Linked DNA regions of Neogale vison: region 1 is linked to region 2. The links are chromatin contacts, called in public Hi-C maps. All regions are on one chromosome and are shown on one strand. Each heading gives the region's core, a stretch centred on a gene start, on an enhancer-like site or on the middle of the called end of the contact. The rest is flanking DNA. Distances are from core to core; before and after follow the strand shown. Region 1 holds the start of UGGT1 (UDP-glucose:glycoprotein glucosyltransferase 1). Region 2 holds the start of AMMECR1L (AMMECR1-like protein).

Evidence for each region. A called contact is a pair of places that touch in the nucleus more often than the background predicts.
Region 1: a Hi-C map of fibroblasts shows a contact between it and region 2, with 4 times the contacts expected there. The contact joins the promoter of UGGT1 here to the promoter of AMMECR1L in region 2. A contact is called at or near these places in 2 of 3 Hi-C or Micro-C datasets (fibroblasts and muscle).

The regions. Positions count from the first base shown.
Region 1 is chr3:112,675,226-112,679,264 of ASM_NN_V1, reverse strand. UGGT1 (UDP-glucose:glycoprotein glucosyltransferase 1) reads right to left here and starts at 2,469. Exons shown (of 40, transcript XM_044242732.1): 1 at 2,283-2,469. The coding sequence starts at 2,340.
Region 2 is chr3:112,493,533-112,497,074 of ASM_NN_V1, reverse strand. AMMECR1L (AMMECR1-like protein) reads left to right here and starts at 1,697. Exons shown (of 7, transcript XM_044242729.1): 1 at 1,697-1,860. It also overlaps the pseudogene LOC122903543.

The DNA of each region.
Region 1 (4,039 bases), core at 1,220-3,719, 180 kb before region 2:
AAGCAGAAGTAAGAACTTCACTGAAGTGCCTTTTGTTTGAGGATGCCTTCATTGTATGAGAATCTTATCACTCTTGATCCTAGTGGTCCTTAAATGTTGCTAGTAAATATGAATAATGTGAGAAATAATAGCTGTCAGAATCTACAATGTGGCATTTCATGATCATAGGCATAGTGCTTGTGGCACGGTGGGCAAATTAAAAACATTCTTTAATAAGTCCTAGGCCCAGGGCACCTGGGTGGCTCATGTAAGTTAAGCTTCTGCCTTCAACTCAGGTCAGTATCCCAGGATCTCAGAATCGAGTCCCAAATCGGGCTCCCTGCTCAGCAGGGAGCCTGTTCCTCCCTCTCCCTCTGCCTGCTGCTCCCCCTGCTTGTGCTCCCTGATAAATAAATAAATAAAATCTTCAAAAAAATAAAAATAGGGACGCCTGGGTGGCTCAGTTGGTTGGATGACTGCCTTCGGCTCAGGGCGTGATCCTGGAGTCCCGGGATCGAGTCCCACATCAGGCTCCCAGCTCCATGGGGAGTCTGCTTCGCTCTCTGACCTTCTCCTCGCTCATGCTCTCTCTCACTGTCTCTCTCTCTCTCAAATAAATAAATAAAATCTTTAAAAAATAAAATAAAATAAAATAAATAAAAATAAAAATAAATAAGTCCTAGGTCCAAATGTACTATCTTTAAGATCCAGTCTGGCCCATTCTCCTTAGTTTAAATTAATGACTATCTCTTACTCATTGATCTACAGTAGGATATTGGAAATATTAATAAAAACTGTATTATGGCAAACACCTTTCACTTTCTGGAAAACAGAGGAGGCATAAAATTCTAAATCACCAACTTCTTCCATTTCTAAACTGAAGATAATAGCTGGCAAACTTAAAAAAACAACGTGCACGATGCAAGCTTACAGACAGCCACCTGAGCTTCAACATACATGATTAACAGTGAGGGAAAATATTAGGAAGGACTCTTCTAGAGAAATAAATTTACTTTCCAAATAATTAAACTTAATATGCATTTATACCTATTAGCAAGACCGTTTGCTGTGAACCCCATAAATCCAATTTTTTTAAGTAGTTACTATTCATTTGGTATGAAAATGATCACTGGTAACTGCAGAGAAGATCTAACAGAATTTTCTGCGTAGTTCAATTTCTTCCTCTTAAGCTAAACATGCACTATAAAGCTGCCATCCTAAAAAAAAAAAAAAAAAAAAGCTGCCATCCTATTGTAGGAAGCAATGTTTATTTCCTTTAATAAAAATGAGTGTGGGGGCACCTAGGTGCTTCAATTCAGTCTGTTAGGCTCAGACTCTTGATTTCCCCTCAGGTCATGAGTTCAGGATCCAGAGATCAAGGCTTTCCCTTCAGGCTCAGCAGAGCCTGCTTGAGATTCTCTTTCCCTCTCCCTCCACCCCTCCCCCTGCTCGCGCTCGCGCTCTCTCTCTCTGTAAAAATCAATAAAATCTTTAAAAAAAAAAAAAGTGTAAAGTTTGTCAAAAGCAAGCCAAGTGGAAAGGCTACAATCATCCCAAATTTTGTGTGTTAAGTAACTATTTAAAGTGTTTCAAACATCACACTAAAACTGGCCAGCAAGTGCACGATGAATGTTTCTAAGATAGTGTAGCACAGTAAGGTATAAGACCTCCGGACTTCAAATTAACAAAATATGCTAGTTCTCAAATCTGGCAAGAAATGCAAAACAATCTGGAGATTTGGCCAACGAAGAACTGTTGACATCCATAACTTATTGGCGATGTATGCAGATCTTATTCTTCTGACAGGTCCCACAAAAAGTGAAACCGGATCATCCAATCTCCAGCCAACAGATCCTCGTATTTAAATGAAAACGGCAACCAATATGCATCACTTTAATTCATTTTAGGGAAAACAGAAATCTATAAAAAAATGAAGTCGTTCCCCAATCAGAGTCCTGCAAACTGCTGGTTCTCAACCTACTTGGGGTCAGGGTTGATCTAAATTCAGGTTAGGGAACTTCCCCCACCTCCTTCTGCACTTGGGCACACTGGCCTCAAAGCTCTTCACTGAAGACTCAAAACCGCTTAAGAGAGTCCGTGGTCACTCCCGCAGAATTGATGCCTTGCCCAGAGACCACTGAGGGCAACTCGGGGGACGCGCAAATAAGGACAGGACTGGGGCACGGAAAGAGAAACTGAGTCAGGAAAGAAGCGGAAGCTCAAGGTGACCGGGGCACGGGGTCGCCTCGCGTCCCAGACCCTCTCCCCGTCCACGAGACCTCCCCACGTCAAGCCAGGCGTACCTGTCACCGGCCGCGCAGCCGCGGCACACGCGCCGCTCGCGTCCCCCTTCCTGCCCATGCTGGGCCCGCGCTTCGTCCGCGACGATGCCAGCGACAACGCCGGGGCGGGGCGGTGACGGCGGCGGCAGCGGCTGCGCCAGTGAGCGGCCGACACGCTCCTTTCCCGCGGCTCCCCTCAAGCCGGTCTCGCGGAGCAATAGCCCAGCCGCAGGCCACTTTTTACTTCCGCTTCCTAATGGCGAGAGCCGGAGGACTTCCGGCTACCGAGTCCCGGTTGAGGCAGCCTAGAGCGCCGCTTGGTCACCATCTTGTATCCGAGGAAGCACCACCTCCCTCTTTGCTCGCCTCTGTGTAGCGCCGTTGGGAAGGACAGCACGTTGAAGATCTCGGAAATGGGACTAGGAGGGATCGCTGAGACCCAAAAACCGTTATCAGGTGATGAAGCCGGATACCAGTTTAAGCCACTTTTCCGAGTTGAACTGTAGGACGCTTCAGAGTCTACTGCCTTAAACCCTTATATTAAAAGAACTGCTGCACAATAAGGGAACAAAATTGCTTAATGTTTCTGAGCAACTTGGACTTTATCTTAACCTCTAAATCTTGGTAACTACCGTTCCTGGGGGCGTGGGAAAGGAAGACTTTTTCAAATTTTGTGAGACGATTTAGCTTATACCGGCAGCGACAACTTCTGTGCAAGGACTATTTTGTCCTTTGATTGAGCGGGGGCGCGGAGCGCAAATCAATCACTGCAAAATTGTTTTAGAATATGTGACACAGGGCAAATCAATTTACCCACCCACAAATGAATACCTCTTTGGAGTATATAGTTTTAACTAAGTCAGAGGGGTTAAGCCTCTGCTTTCGGCTCAGGTCATGATCCCGGGGTTCTGGAATCAAGCCCCGCGCCGGGCTTTCTGCTGGTCAGGGATCCTGCTTCCTGCTCTCTCTCTGCCTGCCTCTCTGCCTACTTGTGATCTCTCTCTGTCAAATAAATAAATAAAATCTTAAAAAATATATACATTTAAAGTACATAAAAAGTGTAAAAGTTTGACTGACTCTTGATTTTATGACAAACAGTCCTTCCTCAGAGAATGCCAGAACGAGAACTAAAAACACTTCTAAACCTAATAGCTGTATGTCTGTATTGTGCTGGAGATTCCTAGCTTTTAGGTTTTCTGTTCTTCACTGGAACATAAGGAGTTAAAATAACTTTATGGAATGAAAACGAGCGTTTTAAAATGCATTTCTTGGGGGAGATTTTGTGTTACTAGCGTTCCATTGTGTGTTTTCTAGTCTTCAAATCACTTCAGGTGATGCTTCTGTAAAAACAATTGTTTCTTAATTCACCACATTATGGAGTTGGGTTTTCACTTTTTTTGGTTTAACTTGGTCTTCTGCTATGAACAACACTGCTTAGTGATAACATACACCCATGTGATACTTAACATACAACCATGTGATACTGCAAAGCTTCTAAGAAAGCTGGGTTTCTCTTCCCAAGCTTTCTCAGAAATTTCAGTATCTTATTTGGAAAATAAAACATTTTGGGTTTTTTTTGTTTTTTTTTTTTTGAAGCACAGAATCACCAGAGTTGCAGAGATAGTGCGTTGAGGTCCCATTTACCCTTCACCCAGGTTCCCCCAATGATTATATCTTAAATATATCACAATATCAAAACCCAAAAATTGACATGCATACAAGCTGTATGTATAGTTCTGTCCTTTTATCACATGTAAATCTGTGTAATCACCAAAATC
Region 2 (3,542 bases), core at 448-2,947:
TTCTGGCTGCAGGCCATATGATATCTAATTTGCAGTTTTTCAGGCAGACAGAGGTTAGAAACAGGCAAACGTGGCCTCACCAGCAGATAAGTGTGTCAAGACTGTGACAGGAGTTGTGAAGACCGCTATAGAAATAGCTTTTTTTTTTTTTAAAGTCGCCTCCTGTTCTCCAAAGCATAGCTGTCTGTTCCTTTCTCTGTTGTCCTTCACCAGGTTCTCTTTGGGAGCTTAGGTCCAAGAGACACCAATCGGATACTCAGTTTCCTCAGTTTTTGTTGCCTACAGGTAATTATGCTAGAAGTCTGTAGTAGTAGATCTGATTATGCTTGAGTACATTATGCATTCTAGAGCAGAAGGTTTTTGCTGGAAAGCTTCACTGTCAGATACGATTTGCATTTTTTACTAGATACTTTTCTTTGCTCCTTGAGGACAAACATGTTAAGGACTCCTTTGTGCATAAACAGAATAGCAAAACACAAAACAGTCTATCTGTGGGTTTGAGTCTTTGTTAACAAGATTGGCAATGCTTTAAAAGAGGGCATGCCTTTGCTGCAGGGCCTGTACAGTTTGCGTTTGGAATGGTGAGGGTGTGGGAGCAGGGTGGAAACAAGACTTAGTGCAATTCCATCTGTAATTAACAAAAATGCCAAGTCCTCAAATCAAATAGCAAGTACTGGAAATTGAAGTTATTACTCTTAGTTTTTTTGTTTTTTTTTTTTTTTTTTAATGTTTTATATTGGTGTTTTTGAGACCCTTGCCCTGCTAATGCTGAGCAATGTTACTGGGCCTATTGACATCCTGTCCTGTGGGTAATTGCATCGAAGTCCTCTCCTGCTTGGGAATTCGGGGGTTCAAGACAGAAAGATGGACTCCGATACCAAAGGCTGGGTGCTGTTTGCCCTTCTAGGTCCGTGAAGAGTCTGGCAAGGGGCCTGGAACACCTCCCTCAGGCATGGCCGTCGCCAGTCGGTCAGCTTGATTTACGCGGCTCTGAGCTGCCCGGTTCCTGGCTGCTTTTGAAGGCTGCGGCCGGGTCGCGTGAGGCAACATGAGGCGTGGGCGCTTGTGGGGGAAGGGCCGTGGGCAGCTGGGTGACGGGTGCTAAGAAGGGCTAGGGCCAGGCCGCAGGACGGGAAACCCCAGCAGGGCCCCGGCGCCTACAACGCTGCCCTCCCGGGCCCGCACGAAATCTCCCGGCGCGCTGCACGTCCGTTCGCAGAGGCCGGGCAGCCCGGCGTGCAATGCGCCGGCCGACCGTGCGGGTGGCTAAGCGGGCGGAACGTGGCGCTCAGATATGAGGCTGGCCAGCCGGCGACTCCGGAATCGCTCGGCGACTACCCTTTTATTCCAACTGCCTGGGACTCAGCCCCACGAATGGAAAGCAGCCCTCTAAATTCAACCCCGTAGAGTCGGCGCCAGCCAATAAAGTGCGCGGACTCAGACCACGTGACAGTAGCGGGGCGGTGCTCTGGCTGCTCCGGGATCTCTATGGTTTTCGCGGCTCGCTAGAGGGCGTGTGGTCCACTGGAGGACTCCCTACATTCTTCCTCCATTACCTCACTGCCTCCGGTTGCTGCTGGGATACTGGAGGACTCGGGTCCCGGCTAGACTCAGTCCTCCAGCAGCCCGGGGAATACCTCTAGCAGTTCTTCCCTGCCGCCACCGCCGCCCCGCCGCTTCCTCCTCCGCCCGCCCGCCGGCCTTCTTCGCCCCGCCCCGTCCGCGCCGCGCGTCCGGCCCGCCCGCGGGCCCGCTTCTCTCGGGAGCCTCCACCTAGGCGCATGGCTCCATGAAGCAGGAGAAGAAGGCAGAGCGCGAGAGGTCCCGTCCACCCCAGCTGCGTCTGGGCCAGGAGAAAAGGTGGGAAACTCGGGCTGCGCCGCGCCCTCTTCCTCCTCCCCCGCCGGGCCCGGCCTCCCTCGGGCTGCTGCCGCCGTGCCCGCCGGGCCTTCTCACCCCAGAGCGAGCGGAGGGGCCCGGAAACGGGGTCTCTGGGGTCAGCGGCGGGGGTCCCGGGGCAGCGTGGGGGAGGGGCTGTCGGGTGGCGGGGGAAGAAGGCGAGCGGGGCCTGCGGGCCGCGTGTCCCCGCCGAGGGCAGGGGGGTCGGGAGGCTTTGCTGGGGAGGGGTAGGCGGACGCCCCTGCCCTGGGCCGCGAGGTGAGGTGAGGCGAGGCCAGGCGAGCCTCCAGCTCCTTTCTGCACTCCCTCCAGGAAACAGTCTCGGGTCTATGTAAAGTTTGGTGGTCTCCGGCGCCGCCTGGCGGCCCCCACCCACTGTCCCGCCGCCCCCTCCCCCGCCCGGCGTCTGGATTCCACCCCCGCGGCTCGGCCCTCGGTGCGCTACCCGTCGCTCTGGCGTCTCCCCAACTACCCCCAGAGCCTCGTACTCTCTTTCCCCACCCCTTTTTTTCTTACCTTTCACCTTTCTCTCTGCCTGCTTTGCCCCTCCCTGCTCCGGCCTCTCCTTGCCCACTCTCTCGTCCTTTTCTTGCCTAACTCTCTTTTCACGCGCACGCTTTTTCTCCTCTTTCTCTTCTCTTTTTTCCAAGCCCCACCCTCACTCTCTGCTTCCTTATCCACCCATAGCCCCATTTCCATTACCTCTTCAGCTTAAACTCTTTGGGTTTTTTGCCTCTCTCTCCTTTCCGGGCTTTAGGTTTTGCCCTTCATTCCTTGCCCTCCTCCCTTCCCTGTCCTGATCTGAACTCCTCACTTTGCTACACTCCCTTACCCTCATCCCTCTGGGCCTATCCTCTTTCACTGCCCTCTCCTTGGATAGTGTGGGTGGGGCTTGGAGTCTCCTGTTTACATCTTTGGGAATAGCTTAATTCTCTACTACTTTGGGGTGGGGAGAGTTGTTGAAGAGATTATGAAGAGATTTGTGCAAAACTAATAGTAAGGATGGATGACTCTTACCAACAATTATCATGTCCACCTGGGGTGACAAGATGACCTGTCCTCAGGACCCTAGCATGCTGTCCAGTAATTCTTCAACACCATCTTTGCAGAGGATTTGGGAATGTGCTTGTATTCTGAAACCAGTAGAGAGCCTTGAAATGGTATATCTTGGCCTGAGAGCAAGTTTTGATCTAAATTAGTGGTGGAGAAGTTTTAATGTATGTCTCATGTTCAGGTTCAATAAAACCTTTGATCCTCTGTGTCCTCCCTTCTTGGTGATGACGCTAAGGATGAGGTGATTCAGTGCCTGGGACTGACATTGCTACCTTATATTTAGATTTGGAAATGTTTTGAAGTAGGGAGAGCTTGTTCCTAGCTGTTGTTTTCTTTTTCTTTTTTTTTTTCTTTTTTCCTAGAAATTGCTCAATGGAGTTGTAATTTTTCAAAAACGGTATCTTCTGGGCTGCCTTGATTTTGTTCATTCACTGCACCTGCATTTCTGTCTTAGGTACAGGGAGAAGGAATGGAATCGGAAGGAAGAAAGTTCATTTCCGAGACAAAATAATTCCTCTCCTCTGTTATAGCTGTTCCCCTGGCAATACAAACTATCTGCTTTCAGTGAGTATTACCTTGGACATATTTAG